4 separate regions of the Mus musculus genome follow, and all the other regions are linked to region 3. A link is a contact called in public HiCAR-type and HiChIP or PLAC-seq data. All regions are on one chromosome and are shown on one strand. The core of a region is the stretch at or near the end of the contact, and the rest is flanking DNA. Distances in the headings are between cores, read along the strand shown.

The links. HiCAR-type assays count read pairs that join an accessible place to other places. HiChIP or PLAC-seq counts read pairs in DNA pulled down with a chosen protein or histone mark.
Region 1: an H3K27ac HiChIP or PLAC-seq map of embryonic stem cells shows a contact between it and region 3, with 20 read pairs. The contact joins two enhancer-like sites. A contact is called at or near these places in 4 of 484 Hi-C or Micro-C datasets (the N1E-115 cell line, beige adipocytes, bone marrow-derived macrophages and 1 more), 9 of 115 datasets of contacts at active chromatin or transcription factors (T-cell acute lymphoblastic leukemia, bone marrow-derived macrophages, embryonic basal ganglia and 1 more) and 2 of 9 other capture datasets (adipose tissue and embryonic stem cells).
Region 2: an H3K27ac HiChIP or PLAC-seq map of embryonic stem cells shows a contact between it and region 3, with 16 read pairs. The contact joins two enhancer-like sites. A contact is called at or near these places in 4 of 484 Hi-C or Micro-C datasets (bone marrow-derived macrophages, cerebellar granule neurons, embryonic stem cells and 1 more), 11 of 115 datasets of contacts at active chromatin or transcription factors (bone marrow-derived macrophages, embryonic stem cells, pancreatic cancer cells and 1 more) and 2 of 9 other capture datasets (adipose tissue and embryonic stem cells).
Region 4: a contact with region 3 is called in a HiCAR-type map of embryonic stem cells, with 2.4 times the contacts expected there. The contact joins two enhancer-like sites. A contact is called at or near these places in 14 of 484 Hi-C or Micro-C datasets (the Ba/F3 cell line, the G1E-ER4 cell line, astrocytes and 8 more), 10 of 115 datasets of contacts at active chromatin or transcription factors (T-cell acute lymphoblastic leukemia, bone marrow-derived macrophages, embryonic basal ganglia and 1 more) and 1 of 9 other capture datasets (embryonic stem cells).

Annotation. Positions count from the first base shown.
Region 1 is chr1:59,444,773-59,450,782 of GRCm38.p6, reverse strand. No RefSeq gene overlaps it. Among named protein-coding and RNA genes, the nearest start is that of Gm33774, 11 kb to the left of the region's middle. Within about 2 kb of position 2,107, at least 54 of the 459 cell types and tissues checked have an H3K27ac peak or open chromatin away from gene starts, as enhancers often do. A contact at or near this core is called in the N1E-115 cell line and embryonic stem cells, where this site is marked.
Region 2 is chr1:59,372,714-59,378,827 of GRCm38.p6, reverse strand. No RefSeq gene overlaps it. Among named protein-coding and RNA genes, the nearest start is that of Gm51625, 7.4 kb to the right of the region's middle. Within about 2 kb of position 2,582, at least 47 of the 459 cell types and tissues checked have an H3K27ac peak or open chromatin away from gene starts, as enhancers often do. A contact at or near this core is called in embryonic stem cells, where this site is marked.
Region 3 is chr1:59,607,262-59,613,426 of GRCm38.p6, reverse strand. It overlaps Gm973 (predicted gene 973), which reads right to left. Exons shown (of 19, transcript NM_001357842.1): 11 at 5,622-5,694. Gm33833 (a long non-coding RNA gene) reads left to right here. Exons shown (of 3, transcript XR_373431.3): 3 at 398-567. Among named protein-coding and RNA genes, the nearest start is that of Gm33833, 9.6 kb to the left of the region's middle. Within about 2 kb of position 4,361, at least 51 of the 459 cell types and tissues checked have an H3K27ac peak or open chromatin away from gene starts, as enhancers often do. A contact at or near this core is called in the N1E-115 cell line and embryonic stem cells, where this site is marked.
Region 4 is chr1:59,421,339-59,427,380 of GRCm38.p6, reverse strand. No RefSeq gene overlaps it. Among named protein-coding and RNA genes, the nearest start is that of Gm33724, 5.4 kb to the right of the region's middle. Within about 2 kb of position 4,235, at least 53 of the 459 cell types and tissues checked have an H3K27ac peak or open chromatin away from gene starts, as enhancers often do. A contact at or near this core is called in embryonic stem cells, where this site is marked.

The DNA.
Region 1 (6,010 bases), core at 858-3,357, 160 kb after region 3:
AGACTTAGAAACTGACTTCAAAGACAAGAAAGGGGTGCCGTTGTTAAAGCCTGGGCCTCATAGGCCGGCCTCATTCCCAGGGAACACTTAATAAACCAAGTCTGCCTACTGGAACCTCCATGCTCTTTGATCAGTAGCACCTGCAGGCTCCGGGCTTGCGGCTTAGCGGTGCTTTGGGGATGTCTCTCATGGGTTAGCCCTGGATTGAGTCGGGGCTTCGTCCATTCTCTGGAGAGTTCTCCCAACCTCCCTAAACAGTTTTAGATCCAGAGGCCATCCCCCCCCCCACCTCCCCCCAACTTGGAATCTGTCTGCATTACTTGTGAGCACAGGCTTTCCCATGAAGACTGTCTGTCCTCCTCAGAGCCCAAGACTGTGCAGGCCTGAAAGCAGAGAGAGACCGTCCCAGTCAGGAAGAATCCATACCTGGCCCTTCTCTCTTCAGCAGCCTGCTTATCATGTTTCTAGGAAGGAAGGAAAGAGGGGGAAAAAAGTAATTTCCCAGAAGAGCCCAGAGAAGAGAGTTAAATAAAGCCTAGGCCTCCAGGTACTTTGCAACAATCTATTAGGCTTTTGACCCTTCGAATATAGCTTCCCCTGCTACTTCTTTTTGTACTTTCTTGCCAACAAAGTATATCAAAATGGGGGAAAACACGAAATAAAATTAAGCTCATAAATTTGACACTCTCCCTTGCTTGTTCTTAGGAGTCGCCAAGAATTTATGCCCACGTTTCTATTTTATCTGCAACGGTAAGTTTATTTTCCCTGGAAGGGAAGTTCCTTCAGCAGAGGGTAATTTAATTTTGTTAGTAACCAGACACATTCTGTTTAGATTTGGACTCCTTTTAAAGCGATCGCTTTCTATCAATCACTCATCTCCAGCAAGCTTGGATTATGGACCCTGTTAAACTGGGGCCGTCTGCCTATTGATGCTTTGGTGACCAGCAAGGGACAGACGCCTTATCTACAGCAGTGTCCCAGAGAGAAATATTATCAATATCCACAGGTTAATTAGCAGGAAATGGTCTGGCCACAGCTCTCCTGCCACGTGGCCTCCCTGCCCCCATGGGACCCAATGCCGCCTTCCTCGTGAATGGCCGTTATTGGACATTGCCGAAGGGAGAAAATTCCAGCAATAGTGAAAACATCACTTTCCACTCCATTGCTAGAAGCCAAACACAGAAACCATATTCAAAGAGTTCTTTGTCCACAAGATAGCGAGGAACCAGAAACTTGTTCAGCCAGATTCTCTTGTTACAATTTACTGCTTCATCGGGTGGGGGCAGGGGCAGACGAGACTCTCCGGTCGATAAAAGGAAGATTCCCGTAGGAAGCCTGGCATCTCCAAGTGTGTGGGTTTTTTTCCTTTTTTTTTTTTAAAATGCCTTCCTCTACCCGAACCTCAGCCTCCAGTGTAGAAAATGAGGGTGCTCACTCGGAGCTGGAGGATTGTGGACCAGTAACCACACAGGAGCACACCAGTGGTGACTTCCAAATTGGACCCAGGAAGGTGCCAAGAGCAGCCCTATTTAGAACACCTTCTCTCCGGGGGATTAAAGGTGGGAACCTAGGCCGGAAGGGATTGGGGGAGAGGGAAAGGATGGACAGACAGCTACCTCCCTGCAAAGCATTCTTGAGAGAACAATCGCCTTTGTTTTCAGCCGGCTGACAGTTGCTTGGGAAGAGCAGCTGGATCAGGGCTTAGGGCAGGTTATAGCCTGCGTGTACATGTGAGGTCTCCTGGTGACCAAGGGCCCAGGTGGGTGAACCTGGAATGTTGATGCTAAAGCAGGGCTGAGGGGGTGTTTGCCTCATTGTCTGCAGGCCGGCACCCCTTGCTCTCCTTGCACTGGCTTCTGAAGGTTCCACCAGCTACCACCTCCCAGAGAATTCCTGCTTCCACCAGAGGAGGATGCTTGATGCAAACTGATGGTCTGCCTGGAAGTGGCTTTGGTCCACAACTACCTGGAGAATCAAAAAACAAAGCAAAACAAAACAAAACAAAACAAAAAAAACCCACAAAACAGATTCCCCAGGGATCCTTTGAGTCGGAATCTCAGTGGGAAGGCTGCCTGAGGATTGTTTTTCTAAAGCCTCTCCTCAGGTACGGAGGTGGTACGGAAACTGAAGACTTATAAAGACCTTTCTAGCATGAATACAGTCTTTGTTGTGCTTTAAACCTGCAAATGCTTGTTAACTAGTTGGAATTCCAAATCCACAAACTGGCTAAACTTCTGTGGGCCTGAGTGGTATCTGGGGCGGATTCTTCTGACCGGTATCTTTCCTAAGATGGGCCAGGAGGGCCTTCCCCCTGGATTCTTTCAGACTTTTGAGCTCCTAGCACAGGGACTCAGTAGCTTTGGGCTTATGTTGCCAAGATCTGACGCCTTAGAAGGGGTAGACATGGCTGACACAGGGAGGAGGGAGAACAAGTCCCCCTACTTGCCCAAGCCCAGAGTGTTCCTACAGCTTCTGTCTGATGGCTCCTGCCTGATGCCCTCCCAATCAACTGTCTCTCTTTCATCCCCCACTTTCCCCTGAAACCCTCTCCTGCTTCCTTAGGACTTATTTCCTCGTATTCCCTGCAGTCCATAGGCATTCACGCTTACGGCCTTTAAAGCGGATCTTTTCGACTTACATATTCTTGCTCAACGTATATTGTATCTCAGTCATCAATTCATTCAACACATGTTTGTTGAGTTTCCTGCTTTGTGCCAGACTTTTGTGGGCCACATTGGTGAACAAACTTGACAAAGACCCTTGCTCTCATGGGATGCATATTCTAACAGGATGATACACATTTACTTATGGGTTTAAAAGAAAGAAAGGACTGCAGGGCTGGAGCCCGGTTGGTAGAGCTAGGCTAATACACACAAAGCACTGGGTTTTCATCCCCAGCAGCACAAAAACACTATGGCAGCACACATCTGTAACTCCAGCGGTCAGGAGGCAGAGGCAAGAGCACCAGAAGTTCCAGGTTCAAGGCCATTATTTGGTTTCAGATCCTGGGACAAGGGACTGAGGGGCATATTCTACAAAACAGACCTGGCCTCCAGGTTCTCCCAGCATCCCTCAGTCCCGACCTGGCATACCCTGCCCCCAACCTCTAACTTTTCAGCCTCTGGGCTGCTCCCCAACCCAGGCTCCTCCCTATATAACCCAGGCTTGTTTTCTTTCTTTCTTTCTCCCTCCCTCCCTCCCTCCCTCCTTCCCTCCTTCCCTCCCTCCCTCCTCCCCTCTCTTCCCACTCCCTCACTCCCTCCCCCCAAGACAACATTGAGGCCAGTGAATTCACCTGAGAGCAGCTTCCCAACAAACCCGCCTTTAATATATTCCGATCTGGCTCGAATTGGCTCCTCTCACCAGCAGAGAAATAACCTATCAGCCATTCTCAACAGCATTCTGGCTGAGGCCAGCGTGGGTGGGATCTCAGACTCTGTTAAGAAGCAAAAGACAATGAAGAAGAAGGCCTAGTGGTAGTGTTTGCTCAGCATGCTCAAGGCTCTGGGTTCAGTGCTCAGCACCTGAAAACAAATACAGAAAAGAAAGAAATTACCAACACGAATGCTTTGCATGGTGGCCTGTACAACAACTCACTGCGTTCAGGAGGCAGAGGCAGGAGGATCACCGCAGCTTTGAGGCCAGCTTAGTCTGTATGTAGGCCAGCCAGGGCTACAAAGTGAGACCCTGTATACTCCTTTTCTCTGTTTACAAAGGAAAGTTATCAGTAGATTGGAAGGTGGTAATTGTTATGATAAACATAATTTGGAAGAGGGAAGCGATGACTGCCACCCCAGTGGAGGAAGCTGGACCACTTGCTATGCTCAAATGTTGATGTCCGTCTGTATCTTTTATTTCCATAAATGCCTTTGGAATTTATTTTTTTTACCTTTTGCGTTGTTGTTGTTATTCTTACTTAGTACCACATTTTAAAGGTCCTCTCCAAGCTGTTATAAGTATATTTAATTTACCGCTTCTAGTTTTGTGCCACATTCTATGACGTGACTTTACCGTACTTATCCATTCTCCCAGTGGCCTACTCTTGGATGGCTTCCAGCTTCCTATTTGATCAACATTATCACCTGCTAGATTCATAGCCAGGAGCAGAGCCGCTTGCTGTAATTTCTTCCTCTACCTAAATTGCCAAAGCAGTTCACGGTCCCACCAGCAAGTGCAGGGTCCTTGATCTCCTACCCCTGCCAACACTTGACATTACCCAGCTCCTAGACTTTTTGCAGGAGCAGGCTGGCTTCTGCTGTGAGTGCCATGCTGAAGTGGCATCCTGTTGTTGATTTCTAGGGTTTCTTGTTTCCCAGGCCGGCCTCAGCTTGCATCTTCACTTCCGCCAATTCTACTTCCTTCTAACTGCCAATTCACCTTAGATGCCTCCCTAGGCAGTTTGTCTGCTTCAGGCTTCATTCCATGTGGATTTCATAACCCTGGTTAGAACTCCCAGCCCTTAGTTGTCTAGACTGTAGACTGAAATTATCCCTTTTTCTGTGTGGTCACCATTTGTTTTCTGTAGTGACCTCCAATCTCTGATCTTATCAAATCTATGCTGTCCCTTCTGGCTTCAAGATTGTCAACTGACAAGGTCTACTTTCCTGTTCAGCTTGGATCTTTGCCTGTGCTCTTTCTTCATCTGGGAGCTTCCTTCCTTTCCACCACTCTACTGGACAATTGAGGCTCACCTGTAGATAGATAGCAGTGCACAGCCCCCTGCTTCCCTCTCAACTTTGTCCCTCAAGTGATTCCACAGTTTGCTTGTGTTCCTGCTGTGACAGTGTTTCATCCTTCCATTGTGGACACCACAGTCCCCCAGCTTCTCTGAGGGAGGGTCTGGTCCTACTCACTGTCTTAGTCTTGGGACTTCCTGCTGTGTGGGGCACACAGGCAGTCCTGCACCATGCACTGACCAAATGAAGGAAGGCACGAGTTCGATAAGGCTTTCTGTCCATCTCTGACTCATGAAACTGTTGTCAACATCAGCTTTTTTCTGCCCTCTTGAAATACTTTTTGTCCTTAGCTTAAGCAATTCAGAAAAAACTACGGTTCAAAAATTGGAAATAAAAATGTAAAGGCTGGGGATACAAGTTAGTGGTATAGTATTTACCTACCACACATAGAGGCCTTGGGGAAGGAAGGAAGGAAGGAAGGAAGGGGGAAGGGAGGGAGGGAGGGAGGGAAAGAGAGAGAGAGAGAGAAAGCGAGAGAAAGAAAGGGGCTCAGGGAGCAGGTTGTTGGTGAAGTGTTCGCTGAGCAAGCATGAGGTCCTGGGTCAGATCCCCAGCACCTATGTTAAAAGCCAGTTTGGTGGGTTTTGCTTGCTAGCCCAACATCAGGGGACAGAGTCCAGCCGATACCTGGGGCTTCATGTCTGGACTCCACCCCCACAGATACCTGGCAACAGCCAGGTGTGCTCCTCCCCACGGTTACCTGGCAACAGCCAGGTAGGCTTGGCCCTATAAAAGGGGCTGTTTGGCCCTTCCTCTCTCTTGCCTCTCTTGCCTCTTACCCCCTTACTTCCCGTTCCCTTCCCTCCATCCTCCCCACTCAGTCATGGTCGGCCTCTACGTCTCTCCTCTCTCCTCTCTGCCTTTCTCTGCCTCTACTACTCTCTAAACTCTCCTCCCCCATGCCCTGAATAAATTCTATTCTATGCTATACGGTCCTGTGGCTGGTCCCTCAGGGGAAAGGAATGCCTCGGCATGGGCCTGCTGAGGCACCCCCTCCCCCCATACTCTGCCAGAACATGTTCATATAGCTCTTTATCTTTTTATGATCAAAACACTCTGGTCTAAGTGAGAGACCCTGTCTCAAAAACCAAGGTGATGAGTACCAGAGGAGCAGCCTCAAAGGTTAACTTCTAGCCTCCATGTGTATGCACGTGCATGAATCCTCCATTCTTGCCTCCATGTGTACATGTGTGCACAAGAAAGCACACCCCGTGTACACAGTGAGATATAAAAACCAAACCAACCAACCAAAGACTGAGTGGCTTAGAAACAGA
Region 2 (6,114 bases), core at 1,333-3,832, 230 kb after region 3:
TGTACTTGTTGATTTATATGGCTCAGGGAGTGTTGCTCAGCTGCAGGCCTCCTCCTTTGTCCAGGGTCCCCTGTGAATCACCATGCCCTGGTGATGTGGTGACAGGGCACAACATCCTCCGAGGGGCATCTCCACAAGAATGTGTGTCTCTTTTCTCTTCAAATTCTAACTGTGGAAATGTCCAAACAAACAAAGTTCAAAAAAAAAGATGTACTAATAAAACCCTTTGTAAGCCCAGTGGTGGTGGTGGTAGTGCACACTTTTAATCCCAACACTCCTGAGGCAGAGGCAGGCCAATTTCTGAGTTCCAGCCTAGCCTGGTCCACAGAATGTATTTCAGGACAGTCGCGGCTATGCAGAGAAACCTTGTATCCAAAACAAACAAACAAACAAACAAATAATGGAAACAAACCAAAAAATCCAAGCCCTTTATGAACTGTCACCTGCCGATTATGTTTGGTACCCTTGCTGCCTCTCAAACTGCCATCTATTGAGATTATTTGAAGTCATTATTTAATCCATGGATATTTCAGCATATTTTCTAAACAGTAAAGACGATCTTGACTTTAACATAAGCACAATACTATTATTACATCTAAAAACATCAACAATAATTCCTGAATATTAACTGATAGCCACCCAGGTTTCAAAACTTCCTGGTTGTCTCATCAATGTCGTCTTGTATTTAAATTCATTTAAGTCAAACTCCAACACTTGCATGGTGCTATGAACTTGCAATCCCGGCCCTAGGGAGGCGGAGAAGAAGAACGTGGGTTTAGGACAGCCTAAATGTTGGTGTTGTCTAAATAAAACAATCCAGTCATTTCTCAATTACTTTTAATTAATGTGATGACTCAAGTGGTTTTCTAAAAAACAATACCTTTCTCTCTCTCTTTTTTTTTTCTTTCTCTCTTGCCTCCAGGGTCACCTTGATAGGGATGTTGCCAAAATATGTGCTCACTGCGTCTTCAGCAATAAAGAAATCCTGAAAGACTTTACTGATACTGGAATGGGGTTATTCCCATGGGCACTGCCCTAGTCCGGGCCTGTACCTGTTGTACCTGGAGATGCTCTAAGACCCTAGGCTAAATCATCTTCTTCCAATACTGGTTGTCACACTGTGGCCCCAGAGCACTGAGTAGTTACCAGTCCACGCATGCCAGTCTCTCACATTTATTAACACACAAGTGTCTACCACAAGGTGGTGGATCTGCCATCCACAGGCTATCACTTAAAGAGGAAGTGGGCAGACAGCTGAGGCTACTCATCCCGGTGGGTAGGATTGGGTGCCAGCTGACTGAAGGCCAGACCTATTTGTCTAAACTTGGAGGGGCCTTGCATGGCCGTGCAAGATGTTTAGAGGGAAGGATCAGCCGGAGGCGCCTTTAGTCCCGGAAAGGGTGTGACTTGGGGGGAGGGGGCTCCAGGGACCTTGTGATCTCCTGTGGAGCCCCTTTTTCTGCGCTGACCTTGCTGCTATCCAGAAGGAAGGCAACGAACAGGCTTTCTCTTCTCGCCCTTTCACAAGTCCACACAAACCATTACTGGCAAACACTGGAAAGCTGACACAAATACCAAGTCCATACACCCTCAGACTCACAACACAAACTCAACACAGCCCCATCAGTATCACAGACTTGTATAGATACACAGACCACACACACACACACACACTTATTTGTTTATTTTATGTATATGAATGCTCTGTTTTCATGCATAGCAGAAGATGGAATCAGATTCCATTACAGATGATTGTGAGCCACCGTGTGGTTGCTGGGATTTGAACTCAGGACCTCTGGAAGATCAGCTGGTCCTCTCAGCTGCTGAGCCATCTCTCCAGCTCCCAGCAGGTTTTCTTAAATCCTGGAAAAGATAAAAAGCTTTGGAGTGCCTGAAGACTTGGGGAGTCTGGTTGGGGCATACAGTGAGCAAAGCCAGCCTGGGGAAGGTGTAGCAGGGCCAGGAGCCTGCTGGTTAAATAGCACTGACTCCAGTTCTGGCTAGGAGAGGCTCTCATCTGTGGTTCTAAGCGATAGAAAACCACCAACTGCTAGCAAGATAATCCAATTTCCTTCCTCCAAGGCTGGAAGAGGACTGCCTTGGCCTCCTGCTCCAACTTCCTGCTGGGTCTCAGTCTGCTTAGGACTCTTTACCCCTCCAGCAGAATGCATATCAAAGCCCCAGGCCCCCAGGGTTCATTAGGAGGCATTTATTTCTGCATATTCGTGGAGGGCAGGAGGGAGGACAACTTGATTCGCAATGCAAATTGCTTGGCTGTAATTTCAACTCTCCCTCCCTTCTCACAGGGAGATTTTGCAGGTCATTAAAAATATATGATTGCCTCCAAAATAGCAGTGACAGCTGCCCGCTTGTGGTGGGCCAGGTGCTCGAGTCGGAAGGCCACTGAATGATGTCCGGTGGATTCTCCCAGAGCACGTGGGGCCAAGCGTTCACTGCCTGCATCTGGAGTCCAGATCGCGGGGCTAGTGAACCGGCTCAGAGCGGTCTGGGATTCACCCTCGTTTGTCTTCTGCTCAATTCTGCCTTCCGCTGCTCTGGGGCAGGCAGGGCAATTGTTTTCATCCCTGAGCCCACGGTTTCCTCCCCAAGGATGGGGATGAATAGAGGGCTGATGTTTAGTGGCTGGCACAGAATAGGTGGGTGGTCTGCTGTGGGGGCCAGCACTCCCCTCCACAGGCTTGTTACCACCACCCAATAGCACAGTACTTTCTTTATCCCTTGGCCCCTCCCCAGAATTGGATACTGGAATCCACCAAGGGGAGGAAGAACTGCTTAGGTCTTCTGGTCATAAGTCCTCACTTGGTTTTTCTTCCCCATGCTGCTCGGGTTAAGAAACTCCAGGCCTTTACCCTAAACTTGAATGATTCTGTAGATAGGGGTGTGCTGGGAAAAGGAGCAGAGCTTCTGTCTTAGTTACTGTTTTGCTGCTGTGACAAAACACCATGACCAAGCCAATTTGTAATCTTGAAGAACCGCCAAACTTTATTCATTCCCAACCACAGTTATTCTTTTTTTAAAAAAATTATTTTTAAAATATTTATTTATTTATTATAATTTTTGGTTTTTTGAGACAGGGTTTCTCTGTATAGCCCTGGCTGTCCTGGAACTCACTCTGTAGACCAGGCTGGCTTCGAACTCAGAAATCCACCTGTCTCTGCCTCCCGAGTGCTGGGATTAAAGGCTTGTGCCACCACTGCCCAGCTAAAATTTTTATTTATTTTATGTATGTAAGTACAAAGTTACTCTCTTCAGACACACCAGAAGAGGGCATCAGATTCCATTACAGATGGTTGTGAGCCACCGGTGGTTGCTGGGAACTGAACTCAGGACCTCTGCAAGAACAGTCAGTGTGCTTAATTGCTGAGCCATCTCTCCAGCCTGCCAATTTGTAAACACACACACACACAAACACTCACACACACACACACACACACACACACACTTTAATTTGATGACTAACAGTTCCAGAATGTAAGTCTGTGACCATCATGGCAGGGAACATGGCAGCAGGCTTTCTGGAATGGTTTTGGAGGTTACATATGATCCATAATCGAGAAAGAGGGGGGGGGGGAGAGAGAGAGAGAGAGAGAGAGAGAGAGAGAGAGAGAGAGAGAGAGAGAGAGAGTCCTGCTAATGGGAATGTCATGTCCTTTTGAAACCTCAAAGACTGCCCCCATGACACACCTTTTTTAAGCAAAGCCACACCTCCCAATCCTTCCCAAACAGTCCCACCAACTGAGGACTAAGCCTTCAAACCACCTCAGGCCTTTTGGATGAGAGCTCCCATCCAGCCAGTAAAAGAGACTGGTAGAAGGAAACTGTTCCTCCATGAGTCTGAGGAGTGAACCTGGGATTCTCCTGGGAGGGCCTTTTAAGCCAAGGTCAGCGGTGTCCCAGGATGCCACAGCTTGAGCATCAGGGACACGATGCTCTGGTTCAGTAATGAAGCCACAACCATGGACAAGCACATACTGCTGTGTGCAGTGTGAGAGGGAAGCCAGACATTTGAAGAGTTAACACTACCTGTTTGTTTCACTTTAGTTTTGATTTTTGGTGTTATGAGGTTAAACCCAGGACCTAATCCACATTAAAGTACTTTACCTCCAGGTCTAATTCATATTTTAAAGGTGCAAATATATGTGTGTGTGTGTGTGTGTGTGTGTGTGTGTGCGCGTGCTGGATAGTTTTATGTCAATTTGAATCAGCCTCCATAAGATCTGGTGTTGGGGCATCTTCTTAATGAATGATAAATAGAAGAGGGCTCGGTCCATTGTGGTGGTACCATCCCTTCATTGGCAGTCCTGGCTTCTATGAAAAAGCAGACTGAGTAAGCCACAGGAAGCAAGCCAGTAAACAGCATTCCTCTATGGCCTCTGCATCAGCTTCTGCCTCCAGGTTCCTGTCCTGGCCTACTTTAGGAACAGACTATAATGTGGAAGTGTAAGCCAAACAAATCTATTCTTCCCCAACTTGGTTTTTGGTTATGGTGTTTCATCACAGCGATAGAAACTAGGATAGTAAGTATGGGAAAACAGGCTGGTAGTTCTCAAAAATGCCAAACATAGAACATTCACATGAGTCACTTTTATATCTATATCAAGAGATGGAAAACAGGCCTCATGAAAATTTGACCATAAATGTCCATAGCAATTATTCAGCAGCCCCAAACTGAAAAACAGCATGCATATCTATCAAAGGAACAAATGAAGTACAGTTTATTCACAAAATGCGTATTTTTTAACCATAAAATAAAATGAAAAACTAGAAGATAATACAAAATAAAGTTTGAAAGCCTTATATGAACTGAAAGACCCATGATAAGGATCATACAGCATATGATTCTGTTAGAAGCAACGTCCAGAATAAGCAAAGCACGCAGACAGAAATCAGATCAGTGATCGCCTCCGGTGAAGGATAAAGGAGTAGGGGGCAGAGGAAGGGCTACTGGAAAAGGGTATGCCCTTTCTTTGGGGGCAGTAAATCCTAAATGTATTGTTCTGGTAGCCACATATTGTATGTGAACTGTATGAACATATTAAAAACCACTGGATTGGGGGCTGGAGGTCAAGTATTTGCCTAGCCTGCACCACACCAAATTCTGGGTTCTTTCTCTAGCCTCACATAAAACTGGCGTGGTAAGGTGGGTTTACATACAATCCCAGCATCTGGCAGTAGAGGCAGGGGGGATCTAAAGTTCAAGATAATCTTTGGTTACAGAACAAGTTTGAAGCTAGTTTGGGCTAGAGACTCTTCTCACAAAAACAAATAGATGAACCCTAAAGCCCCACTGAATCATATGCTCCTTTTAGGGTTTTTGTTTGTTTGGTTGTTTGGTTGGTTGGTTTCTTGAGACACAGTTTCTCTGTGTAGGACTGGCTGTCCTGTACCTCACTGTGTAAACTAGGCTGGCCTCAAACTCAGAGATCCTCCCGTCTCTGCCTCCAGAGTGCCGGTATTAAAGACATGTGTCACCATGGCCTGGCTTGGATCATATACTCTTAACCAGGCAAATACTATGGCATATGAATTTTAGTTCAAAAACAAACAATGAAACTGGAAGGAAAGATGTGGATAATGCAACAACCCTGTGCTATATCTTTTGCTCAGGCATGTCACTTTTCTATTGATGAGTTCCTGAATCCCGACCACAAAGCCAGGAACTGCTCACTGGCCTGAAAGGGAAGTGGGTAGGCAGAGGGGAACAGAGTTGGTGGGAAACTTACACATTCCCTTGACATCCAAGAGATGCGCATTCTGAAAAATATAATGATCACATTCAAAAAGGGTTTCAACAAATCTCTGGCTGACAGAGGAAGCCCTCACCTTTGAGGTTGATGTCACGAGCTTGTCAACTTAAACAAATGATATCTTATGCAACCAGAGATCAGAAGGAATGGTAGACAAGAATTCCAATCTTTAACAAATTTATTCATCACAACTCCAGTCTCTCACACATGCATATACATGCACTTGCTTGCCTGTATGCACACTCACACACAATCACACACACAGACACTTACACCACTGCTTGTATTCAGTTTTGTTTGGACAGTTTCCTGAAGAGATCCAGGTGTCCTTGCACAGAAGGGATGT
Region 3 (6,165 bases), core at 3,112-5,611:
TGGATCCTTAGAACTGGAGTTAAAGGTGGTTGTGAGCTACTGCATGGGTGCCAGGACTTGAACCCAGGCACTCCGAGAAAGAGCAGCCAATGCTTTTAACCACTGAGTCATCTCTCCAGCCCCCCACATTCCTCTTGACAAGGTAGCAGGCTCTGAGCTTTCTCTTCCTGAATGGAGTTGTGGAAGTGGCTCAGTGTTTTCTGAGGTTTGCCCCCTCCATTACTATTCTATGCTGGTCCTTCATGAAGGATCTGAGAAGTTTCTCAGACTACCTTAAGGCAAGGTTGGGGAGGGAACCTAGTGTGCATGAGGGCCCAAGCTTTCTGCCTAGCATAAAGTTTTAAAGTATTCTGCCATATTTCAAGGAATGCTTTTGTTTGTTTGTTTGTTTCTTCAGACTTTCTTTCTCTCACTATGTGGATCAGGCTAGCCATCTCAGCATCCCCGCCCTTGTTGGGTCTTTACCTAAAGGACTAAGGCAGAGGATTAATGGAGTCCTCAACACCAAGTGTCCTGCCACGGAGACTGGCTTGGAAAGTAGTTACCATGCTAGCACCAGGTTCTCTTGATAAGGTATTAATAGCAATTATGACTATAATTAAAGGCGTCTTCTCTGCTTATTCTTAAATGGATTGCTGGGCATGATGGCACATGCCAGATAATCCCGGCATTCGGGAGGCAGAAGTAGCAGGGAGGTTCAAAGTTATCCTTAGCTGCACAGTGAGTCTGAAGCCAGCCTAGATCTCAAAACCCCAAAATACACAAATCAAAGAAAGTTGCTAATAGATCATCTTGAGATACATCTGGGATAGCTACTTGTCTAAGCCTGTCCAATCAGCTCCTCTTTATCACAACCACCCTAGGAAAGATATCCAGAGAAATTCAGTAATTTCCTCAAGGCGACACAGCTAGTAAGTAGTGGAGTGAGGATTCAAACCCAGGAAGTGCGACTCGGTAATTGCGCTTAATCACAGTGATGTCTGGACTTCAGCTAAAGAAGGATTTCTGCAGAAAAGTAACTAAGTCCGTCAAAGAACACATGCCTAAGTGGTTGAAAGGAAAGAAATCATTGCGCGAGCATCCGACAGGATGCAAATTGTGGCTATATATTCAAGGCGTTGACAAGAAGGAATGGGGCCTGAAGAGACGATCCCACTCAGCAGTTAAAAGTGCTAAGGGTTTTGTAGAGGACCTGAGTTTGATTCCCAGACCTCGTTTCGGGCTGCTTATACCTGCTTGCATCTCTAACTCTAGGGGGACCTGATTCACCTCAGCTTCCATGGGTACCTGCGTTCATATGCACATATCTAACCCAGATGTACACACACATATACAAAGTTAAAAATAAAACTTGGAAAATGGACCGAAAGCCAACTGTTCTTGAGCATTTGATGTATGGCAGGTGTTCCTTTTTTTTTTTTTTTAATTGTCTTTTGGAGATGTGCCCAAGGTTGGCTTCGAACTCTTTACATAGCCAGCATGACCCTGAAGGTCCGATCTTCCTGGCCCTGCCTCTTGAGTACTGGGCTTATAGATAAGCAAGTGCCACCACACCAGTTTGTGAGGTGTCGGGGACTGAATCCTGTGATTGGTGTTTGCTCACAGTGCGCTGACTAAGCCTTGGCCCCAGCCCCCGAGACAGGTATCCCAAGCACATTCTAGATACTGCCTGCTCACCAATTCCTTCCCCAATTCCTGTTATTTTTTTCTATTAGATATTTTCTTTATTTACATTTCAAATGTTATCCCCTTTCCTCGTTTCCCCTCCAAAAACCCCTTATCCCCTTAACCCTCCCTCTCCCCCTGCTCCCCAGTGCACCCACTCCCGCTTCCTGGCCCTGGCATTCCCCTATACTGGGGCATAGAACCTTCACAGGACCAAGGGCCTCTCCTCCCACTGATGACTGACTAGGCCATCCTCTGCTACATATGCAACTGGATCCTATTATATTTTAAAAGAACAGATTAGGTAAGACCCTGGAAAATTCAGATAATTAAATACTGGAAACAGGTTTCAGGACTGTGGCTTGAGAGTGTGGTCCTTGGGCCTCCAGCATCAAGTGAGAAATTCACTAAAAATCCATATTGCCAGGCCTAGGTCCTGGACTAAATAAAGCTAAAAATGTTGCAGAGAAGCCCAGAAATCTTTTTTCCACCTTTTTTGCTTCTTTTGTCTCCCTTAGTTAAAAAATAAATTAAAAAATATTTTTAAAGATTTATTTTTATTTATGTGTGTATACATGTCTGTAAATGTATGCTGTGCGTGTGGGTACCTTTGGTGGCCAGAAGAGGGCGATAGATATGCTGGAGCTGAGGTTACAGGCAGTCGTTAGTCACCTGATGTAGGTGCTGGAAATTAAACTCATGGCCTCTGGAAGGGCAGAGAGCTCCCCTAACTACAGAGTCATCTCTCTAACCCTTTGTTTAACTTTGGAAACAGGGTCTGTCTCTATAGCCCAGGCTGGCCTTGAGTTTGTTTGCTGCACACCATAGCCTTTTAACTGCCAGAATTCCAGGCAAGTGCCATCAGAAACCTTTCACAAACTTTTCAGGTGATGGCTGGCTGTGGGGGTGGGGGTGGGGGTGGGGGTGGTGCACATCTTTAATCCCAGCACTCATGAGGCAGAGCCAGGTGGATCGCTGGTCTACAGAGCAAGTTCCAGGATGGCCACGGCTACACAGAGAAACCCTGTCTTAAAACCAAACCAAACCAAACCAAACCAAACCAAACCAAACCAAACCAAAACGTGTAGGTGCTTCTGAAGTGCACTAACGTTTCAGAACCACTGATCTAGGAAGTAACTAGAATTGACCTTTTATCCTTTCCTTGGGCTTTGGGACTGTTTCCCCAGTCTGCCCAGATTTGGAGGTTGCTGGTGAACCTTATCTTGTGGAAACTTGCAAAAGAATTCTAAGTCCTCTCACTAGATCACTCATACTTTTTTTAAAAAATGTACTAATGTGTGTGTGTGTGTGTATATATATGCAATCCATGTAATACTGGTGACTGAACCCAGGGCCTCACACATCCTAGAAAGTGTTATAACACTGAGATGTATCCCTAGTATCTGGCTCACTCCTTATAATAAACCGTGCAGGTCACTACTGAATTTAAAGTAGGAAAAACAACATGACCATTAAGACCAAAGGGGAGAATTGTTCTTTAAACAGCTAAAAGCACTTCCTTGGAATTTCCTTCTTCTTGCCTTCCAAGACCGGAAAGCCTTTCTAAAAATTAGCATTTGTCATTGAGACAGGCACAGGCCTCCGGTGACTTTCTGCAGTGGCATTTCATTGCATTGAGAATGTCTGGCTAACCTCCGAGGACTCGGCCGGAGCCGGCCCTGGCGTCATGAGACAGGAAATCTGTTTTGACTGACTCAGTCATGGCTTAGCTTGGGCCATGTTCTGTGGTGCCTAAAGCCCCCGCTGCACTTGGCTAAGACGCTGGAGCCTGCCAGGGTTCGCATTCTGGATCTGTGATTTACAACAGGGACAATCTGAAGATCAGGGTACATTTTCCTGGCTAGTGTCACTCAGCTTTGAGCATGGAGGTGACAGAGCCTCATGTTAGAAGAATTCTTGCTTAAAATCCTGACCAACCTAGGCCTCATACTCCCAAAATATATTCTTATCAGATACCCACAAAGAATGACATTAAATATCAGTATAGGGCTGGAGAGATGGCTCAGCGGTTAAGAGCATTGGCTCCTCTTGCAGAGGTCCTGGGTTCTATTTCCAGCAAGCACATGGTGGCTCACAACCATCTGTAAGTAGGGTTGCAGGGGATCTGACGCCCTCTGTTGGTCTCCTCAGGCACTGCATGCACATGATACACAGACGTACATGCCGGTAAAACACCCATACACAGAAAATAAAAATAAATACATTTAGAAATAATAAAATCAGTATAAAATTATTTTTGAGTAGGATGGGAAGAAACAGTGGAAGATAAACAGGAAAGATCAAAACCTTCCACTTAAGGAGGCAGAGTCAGTGTTGTTTCACAGTTTGGTAGTGACCACAGAGGGAAGATATTAATTTGCTGCAATGTCCAAATTGAGGTTGGTATTTATTAAGGGACATCATTTTTTTTTTTCGTTCCTCATCACCGCTTAAAGAGTAAAGTTCTTTTACCAGTCCCTGAGGCAGAAAAGGATGCCAGGCGTGGAGAGGTGAAGGTGCTTGTAGCCTGCTACACAGTTCAGGTTCAGTTTAGTAGCACAGACCTGCAGCTGGGCATGCATTCGCTTGTGACTTTAAGGGGCCAGGAAAGAAAAAAGGCGCCCTCTCTGTGAGTCACATGGTTTAGGTTTCAGAGCCCAGGCTGGAGTTCAGGCCCGCTTGCTCCCTCTGCTGTACATTGTGTAGCAACAATAAGCACATGGCTTCTGTCTGGCCTGGAACCCACCCTTAGAAATGTAAGTGGGGCTGGAGAGATGGCTCACTGGTTAAGAGCATTGGCTTCTCTTCCAGAGGTCCTGAGTTCAATTCCCAGCAACCACACGGTGGCTCACAACCATCTGTAATGGGATCTGATGCCCTTGTGATGTGGCTGAAGATAGCAACAGTGTACTCATATACAGAAAATAATCTTGAATGAAAGAAAGAAAGAAAGAAAGAAAGAAAGAAAGAAAGAAAGAAAGGTAAGGGGTTTTCACTTCTGCAAGAAGCAATGACACCCACCTTTAATGCTAATAAGAGGCAGGGGCGGGGGCAGGGGCAGGGGGATTTCTGTGAGTTCCAGGACAGCCAAAGTCACACACTGAGACTGTCTTAAAACACACAAGCAAAACTAAAACTAAAACCGAAACTGAAACCATACCAAACCAAAACTAGAAGCTATAATGGGTAAGGAACAGTCCTGCTGCCAGAGCCCAGTGGGGTAGTAATATGCCTAGGTGCCCACAAAAGCATTGAGAGCCTAATTCAGTCTCTGAGCTATGAACTGTGAGTGCCTCCACACCCAGTGGCCCCAGGCTCAGTATTTCTTAGAACTACTACCACCCGTCATGATCAATATAAACTTGTTTTTGAAGGAAGCCTCCACCAAGGCACACTGTTCGTTTGAGAAAGGATCTCTCTGTAGTGCTGGCTGTCCTGGAACTAAGGAGACCAGGCTGGCCTTGAACTCCCAGAGATCTACCTATCTTTATCTCCCAAGTGCTAGGATTAAAGACCTGTGCCTCTTTGGCATTCTTGCCAGCCAGGGCTCTGGTCGACAGCAGCTAGGCCTCTAAAGAGAAGGTCCTGCTTTCTCGTACCAGCATGTCTGTAGGCATGGAACCCTAGCCGCCTCACCAGCATATGCACACCTCCATGAAAGCAGGAGGTGGAGAAGGGTGGATGCTTGGGGTGGGGGTGGGGTTTGTGTCTGTCCCCGAAGTCTCTACTCTTGTCTCAGTCTGCAGTCTCCAGCAGGAAAGAAATCTTTAAATAATGGAAGAACAGAAAACATGTCGCTTGCATTTGCATTCGACAGACAGAGGCCTCTGCTTCTAACTTCCAGTTCATGCTTTGAAGGGACATGGAAAGACTTCTCTGTTAATGGGTCTGAACAACACCGAGTTCTATCTGGGCAGTCCCAGTGAAAGGATTCACGAATCGCCAGCTCACTCTACCTTGGCTGTCTTTGGCATTTCCTCTGAGGGGTCCTCCTGGTTCTTCATGAGAGTCAAGTTCACTTCCACGTTCCTATTGGGTTAACACACAAAAGAATAATGAGACAAAATAAATGCAAACTCCCCTGTGTCCATGCCCTTCCGGTAGAGTGTGGATTTTTGAGACAGGGTGTCCTTATGTAGCCCTGGCTGTCCTGGAGCTCACTCTGTAGACCAGGCTGGTTTTGAACTCACAGAGATCCAATTTCCTCTGCCTCCTGAGTGCTGGGATTAAAGGCGTGTGCTACCATTATCCAGTGCTGCTGAGGACTATAATCAGGATGTCTTCCCATGCCAGGCAAGTGCTCAGCTGCAGAGCTACCATCCCCAGCCTGTCCTCTCTGTCAGTTTCTTTCAGCATAAGCGTCCAGAGATAAGTTTTAAGGAGCCAGGTGGGGCTTTAGTCCCGCTGATCGAGAAGGGAAAAAGGATGGCACAGGCCAGCTGCTGGGAGGGTGTGGAGCACCTCTAGGGACTTGACAGAACTGGCAAGCGAGTAAAGGCT
Region 4 (6,042 bases), core at 2,986-5,485, 190 kb after region 3:
AACAGGGTTCAGTGGTGTGTGGAGGCCTCCTGTGGCCAGAACCTCACAGTGATGCACTGTTTCCATCACTGTGGCCGCCTGTTGAGCGTGGAGAAGCCACAACGATAAAGCAAAGGAGAGCTTCGAAGTATCAGAGCACAGGAGAGGTAGGGAGAAGGCCTCCCAAAAACCAGGCTCTTAAACCCAGTCTGTGTTTGGAAGTCAGCAAAGCAGCCATATGCAGCAGTTAGCCACCCAGAACAGCTGTCATTAGCTGACTTCTGTTGGATGACAGTGGCTGATGTGGGGACTTAGTGACTCGGCCCTATTGACTGTGGAAGCTCTGTATGCAGATTGGATTTAGGGAACTTTCATTGTTATACAAATGTGTGAATTAGAGTAGGTGTGGTTCCCTCAGGATTGCTCTGCCAACACTTAATGCACCACCCCCAAAAAGCTCAAAGCAAAGCAAAAAAAAAAAAAAAAAAAAAAAGCCCAAAAATGTATTTAACAAATGAGTGTTCCACTGAAAATCCATCAAGCACACGTAGGGTAAAGTCCAAAACAGGGTTCATCCTTTGGGCACCTCTAGGCCATCCCACAGCCTGGAAGCCCTGAAGCCTACATCTACCTCCTCCAACATCCTTCATCTGAATCAGGGGATGAGATCACTGTCTCGAGGACAATCTGATCTAGGAGCTAAGAGCGACTTTGACCACTTTTAGAGTGAAAAACTAAAAAGATCGTATTTTATGACAACTAAAGATGATAGGAATTTAGACTTCAGCATCCACGATTCAGATTTTTCTGGAACACAGCCATACTCATTTGTTTTCCTGTTGCTTATGACCAGCTGTGCTACAACAGGCAGAACTGGGTAGTTAGAACCCAGACCGCCTAGCCTGAAACCTTCCGAGTGCTAATCAGCTTTGTGTACTTTACGTACTTTCCTTTTGGTTGGCAGTGTTGGAGGTTCCAGTCCCTTGTCAGTTGGCCTGTTGCTTTTGGGGCTGCAGTGAGGGCCAGTACGTAGTAGGGAGGAGGGGAGGAGGAGGAAGGAGGGGAGGAGGGGAGGAGGAGGAAGGAGGGGAGGAGGGGAGGAGGGGAGGAGGGGAGGAGGGGAGGAGGGGAGGAGGGGAGGAGGGGAGGAGGGGAGGAGGGGAGGAGGAGGAAGGAGGGGAGGAGGGGAGGAGGGGAGGAGGAGGAAGGAGGGGAGGAGGGGAGGAGGGGAGGAGGGGAGGAGGGGAGGAGGGGAGGAGGGGAGGAGGGGAGGAGGGGAGGAGGGGAGGAGGGGAGGAGGGGAGGAGGGGAGGAGGGGAGGAGGGGAGGAGGGGAGGAGGGGAGGAGGGGAGGAGGGATCTCTTACATCATGGTAGCCTAGAAGCAAAGACAAGAGAAAGGGGTGCTTAGATCCCATTGGCTACTTCAAGGCACACCCCTCCCTTTTGGACCTAAAACCTCCTTCCCTAGGCCTACCTTGTAAAGGCTTCCACCACTCCCCAGTAGTGTCAGCCTGAAGACCAAGCATTTAACATACAGGCCTTTGGAAAGACACCCCGAGCCAAAGTTCTGCATTCACTACATGGTTATGTTTTTATACTGTTTGGAACTATAGGGGATGGCCTTTCCAGAAAATAAATTTTGATTCCTCAATATGGGCATTTTCTCCGTACCCTCAGGTAACTATCATAACCCCAAAAGCTTTTATTGATATGTGAGTTTGAGGTCAGAAGTCCTCTTGGATGTGCCCCAAACTTTCTGGATAGTCATTGTCTCTGGGAAGGCAGGACAATTCCACCTGTTTTCCTCTATACCCTCTACTCTTAGGTCCACACAAGGTTAGGTGCATGATGGGTGAACAATAAATACTGGTGCATAGATGGGGAGCATTTTAAGTTGTTTCTTCCTAGTTGAAGAGATAAAGATGGGATAGAGATTTAGCTCAGTGGTAAAGGGCATGTGCCAGGTCCTGGGTTTGGCCTAATCCTAGGACTGCAAGAGATTAGAATTAATTAGAATTAATTACATGTGTAGCCTGGAGAAAGGGCTTGATTAGGCTTAGGCAGGAGGTTTAAAGAGTCCTTGAGTTACTGAGATAAACCTGGTGAAGACCAGAGCTGCTCCTGCATCCAACCCCAGGGTTTGGGATTTGCAAGGACCTGTAGGGTTTGTGTAGAGGATTTAGGACTGACTACATGGGCAAGTCTCAGAGTGGGCGATGAACAAGGTATAAAATGCTTTCCAAAGAGATAGCAACCACAGCTTTTCAGTGGACAGCAGTTGGAGGCTCTGCCCGTAGCTTGTTTATTCACTTTCTTTACACTACACTCAGGAGAAAGCAACATCCCCGCAATGGCTGCAAACATGGCTGTTTCAAAACTAAGTTCTGTTCTCCAGCCTTTACCATGAAAACAGCTCCCAAATGCCTCCTGTTTTAGGGCAGGATTCTCTCTTGCCTTCTGGTAAGTTGCACAGACAGACAATTTCACTGGACCTCACAATGTCCCTCAGCATCCTGAGAAGTGTTTCAAAGACCACAAGGAGGTCCATCCACCTCTAGGCAGGCCCTGTACAGGGTGGGAGAGTCCTTGTTACTCCACCATCGGAAGGCGGCCACACACGTTATATTAGACACTTGACTCATTGCTGCAGTGAGATACTCAACGGATGCAACCTAAAGAGGGAAGGAAGGGTTTATTACGGCTTACAGAGCTGTGGTAAAGTTCATCGTGTGGGTAAGGTGTGGTGGCAGGAGCTTGAGGCAGCTGCAGTCAGGAAAGAGCCGTGAATGCCTGTGCTCTGCTCAGCCTGCTTCTTCTACCTCAGCCTGTGGATGCTGCCTGCCTCTGAGGTGGGTCTGCTAGCTCACCTCAGTTAATCTCATCTGGATAATCCCTCAAATGCATCACCAGAGCCTAAGTCAGTCCAGATCCTGTCTGCCAAATTGCCACTATTAACCAGCATATGTTTATATGCCGACTAAAACATCACCCTTGACACCTGTACATTGATTCATTAACCAAATGAAGTATCTTTTTTTTTAATTTATTATTTATTTCATGTGTATGAGTGCTTTATCTGCATGTACACCTGTGTGCCAGAAGAGGGCATAAGATTACATATTAGATGGCTGTGAGGTACCACATGATTGTCAGGAATTGAACCCAGGACCTGAAGCCTCTTTTAAAAAATAACCCAGTTCAGTCTAATCCATTCAGTGTTTGCAAGTATCATGATGAACGTGTGGTTTGGTGTCTTAGCAAATGGTGCCAAAGAGCCAACACTCACTCTCTATACAGAGAATCCATTCTTTGGGTTCAAATAATAATCTTGTTAGTTTGGCTTGGTTTTTGAAGGAGCTTAGAAGAAAGTGTCTCTACAATGTTGAATGCCCAGATACCCATCAGGGACAGCTCAGAGGATCTTGTTTCTGGCTAGGAGTGGACATTTTGGCTGGCCCGAGAGCCTGCCTTGCTTTTGCAGTCTGTCCAGATGTTCCTGGAAGGTGACTATGCCTGTAAATGTTTAACAGCTGGCTGTGAGGCAGGGGTGGGCAAGTGGGGTGGAGGACAGGCAGCATTTGCCCATGCGCATGGTATTGTCCTGACAGAGGTCATTTCAAACTTCCAGTGTGACCGATACCGACCAGTTCACAGAATTTCTGAATATATAATCCCCAGCTCCAGCCACACACTCTGTGAGGGTCAGAACTTGGGACCCAAGCCTTTGCATCGCAAAGGCGTAACTTCCGGTCAGACCTCCCAGAGAGTTGAGATGCCTTGAGCAGTCAGGCCAGGCAACCTCCTTGCCAGCTCTAGCTTGAGTTTTCCAGTCCCCACAGGACCCCGGAAATTGTAAAGGGAGGCCTCCTGCCCCTGTGCTCTGGCAGGGGTGGGGGTGGGGTGGGGTGGGGGGGTGCACAGGGGTCCCTTCCTGGGTCTGGTGGGAATCTCAGTTTGGCCGGTTTTGTGCCTGCTCTTTAGCCCCATGAGCATGAGAATGAGCCGGTGGCAGGTGGTCGGGGTGGGTATGAATGGCAGTAATTGTCCCTATGTCAAAAGGATGAGCCCGAGAACGCGACCAGCGAGGGGAGAGGCATGGGGGTGGGGTGCAGCTCTCAGTGAATTAGGGCCTTTTCTATGGATTCCATAAGGCTACATAATGAGCAGCTTTTGCTCAGCTACCTCTGACCTCTGTGGGCCAGAGGGGGGCCCAACCCCTTCCCTGCCTTTGTTTACCTAGCCTTGCTCGGTTGCTCCGGGTGCTGGCTGAGGTTCTGCTGGCTGTTCAGGACTGCCGGGAGCTGGCCTGCCTCTGACGCGCCCTTGGAAGCAGCTGCACTTCTCTGTGCATACTTTCCCCATCTGCAGAGTGAGGACCAGAAGACTCCCAGCCCAGAAGGCTGCTGCAAAGGAAACCTGGTCCCGTCTGTCTGGCACCATCTCTCAAGTGCTCAGTGGAGGAGGCTTTTCCATTTTTCTCCCCAAGTCCCCAGCTAGACCACACCTAACCCCTGTAACTAAGTGTGTGACCCTGGGCCAGGTCCTTCCCTCTTTCTTCCCTCTCTCCCTCCTTTCCTTCTTTCCTTTTCTCTCTCCCATCTGTGAACTGTGGGCAACCACACTGGGTCCTCCCTGCCTCCCAGGGATGGGAGAACTAATGAGATAATGCAGGAGTCGGCTGCTCTGGGGGAGAAAGGTGTTATGTACATGGAGGGTGTAATTATTATCCTGTAACTACACGAATGTTTATATTGTACCTAGCCTGACTATTTCAAGGTGTTTTGACAAGTGAGCTGTCTAAAGCTTGGAAACCCGTCCAAGGGGTGGGGACCGCCGAGAACTTCTCTGGACAGCCTGGAGCCTCCAGAGGATCCCTGTGTCTTAGCTCCAGGCAGCATCTCTTTGTGGGTGTGAAGGGAGCTGGCATCGCTAATGGCCTAACCCAGGATCTAGGGGAGGCCCCAGTGTGGCTTCACTGAGCAGCTCAGTTAGAATGGAAATCCAGGCAAGCACAGAACAATGGTGTGGTTGGCAAGGATTTTGGTATAGGGCTTAGCAAATTACAGTCTGACTTAGTTGTGTTCTGGCTGTCCCTAATGTTTCCGTTTCTCGCTGCCTTGACTGTCAACACTACGAACATCATCTTTATCTCCTAGGAAGTGCCCAAGAGGCACCCTCAACACACACACACACACACACACACACACACACACAGAGATGCTAGAATTAAAAACACTCTTGTTCTTCTAGAAGTTTCCTCCTAGAAATTGTGTGCCAGTTTGGAGGGGGGTGTGGTGCAAAGAAATGGATGTAGTAAGGTCCTTTGAGACAAGGTATGGGAAAGTGGGATCCAGCGTGGCATGCACCCAGTCAAAAACACAGGCAGGAACGGGGCTCAGACTCCAACCAGCATCCTAGGCCAAGAAACTGGTGGTTTGTGTTATGAAATAAAATGCGGCAGCAGCTGGAGTAAGGAGGTACCTGGCGGGCATATGTCAAGGTGTCCACTTGAGAAATCACACCATTACAGATCCGATATAAGGAAAGTTTATTAAGGGGGAAGGGGAGTGAGGACTTGGAAAAGGGGTAGAGGCAGAGAAGGTGGGGGACAGAGAAGGAGAGAGAGAAAGAGAAAGAGAGAGAGGGAGAGGGAGAGGGAGAGGGAGAGGGAGAGGGAGAGGGAGAGGGAGAGGGAGAGAGAGAGAGAGAGAGAGAGAGAGAGAGAGAGAAAGAGAAAGAGAAAGAGAAAGAGAAAGAGAAAGAGAAAGAGAAAGAGAAAGAGAAAGAGAAAGAGAAAGAGAGGTGGGCTGGGAACATATGGGGATAGAGAGAGAAAGAGAGTGAGAAGGGAGGGAGAGGGAGATATCAAAAGAAGAAGAAGGGGTGGGGTGGGGTATTGAGGGTATGCCAGGTCACTGGCACCTGGCAGGTTGGTGGGTGTAGGTAGTAATGGCAGTAGGTGATGATTCCACTGTTGCTAGGTCACTGTTGGGAGGAGCTTAGTGGAATTGTCTGTACAATTGTCTGTACGTGGTCTCCACCAGTCCCACTCAGGAAGACT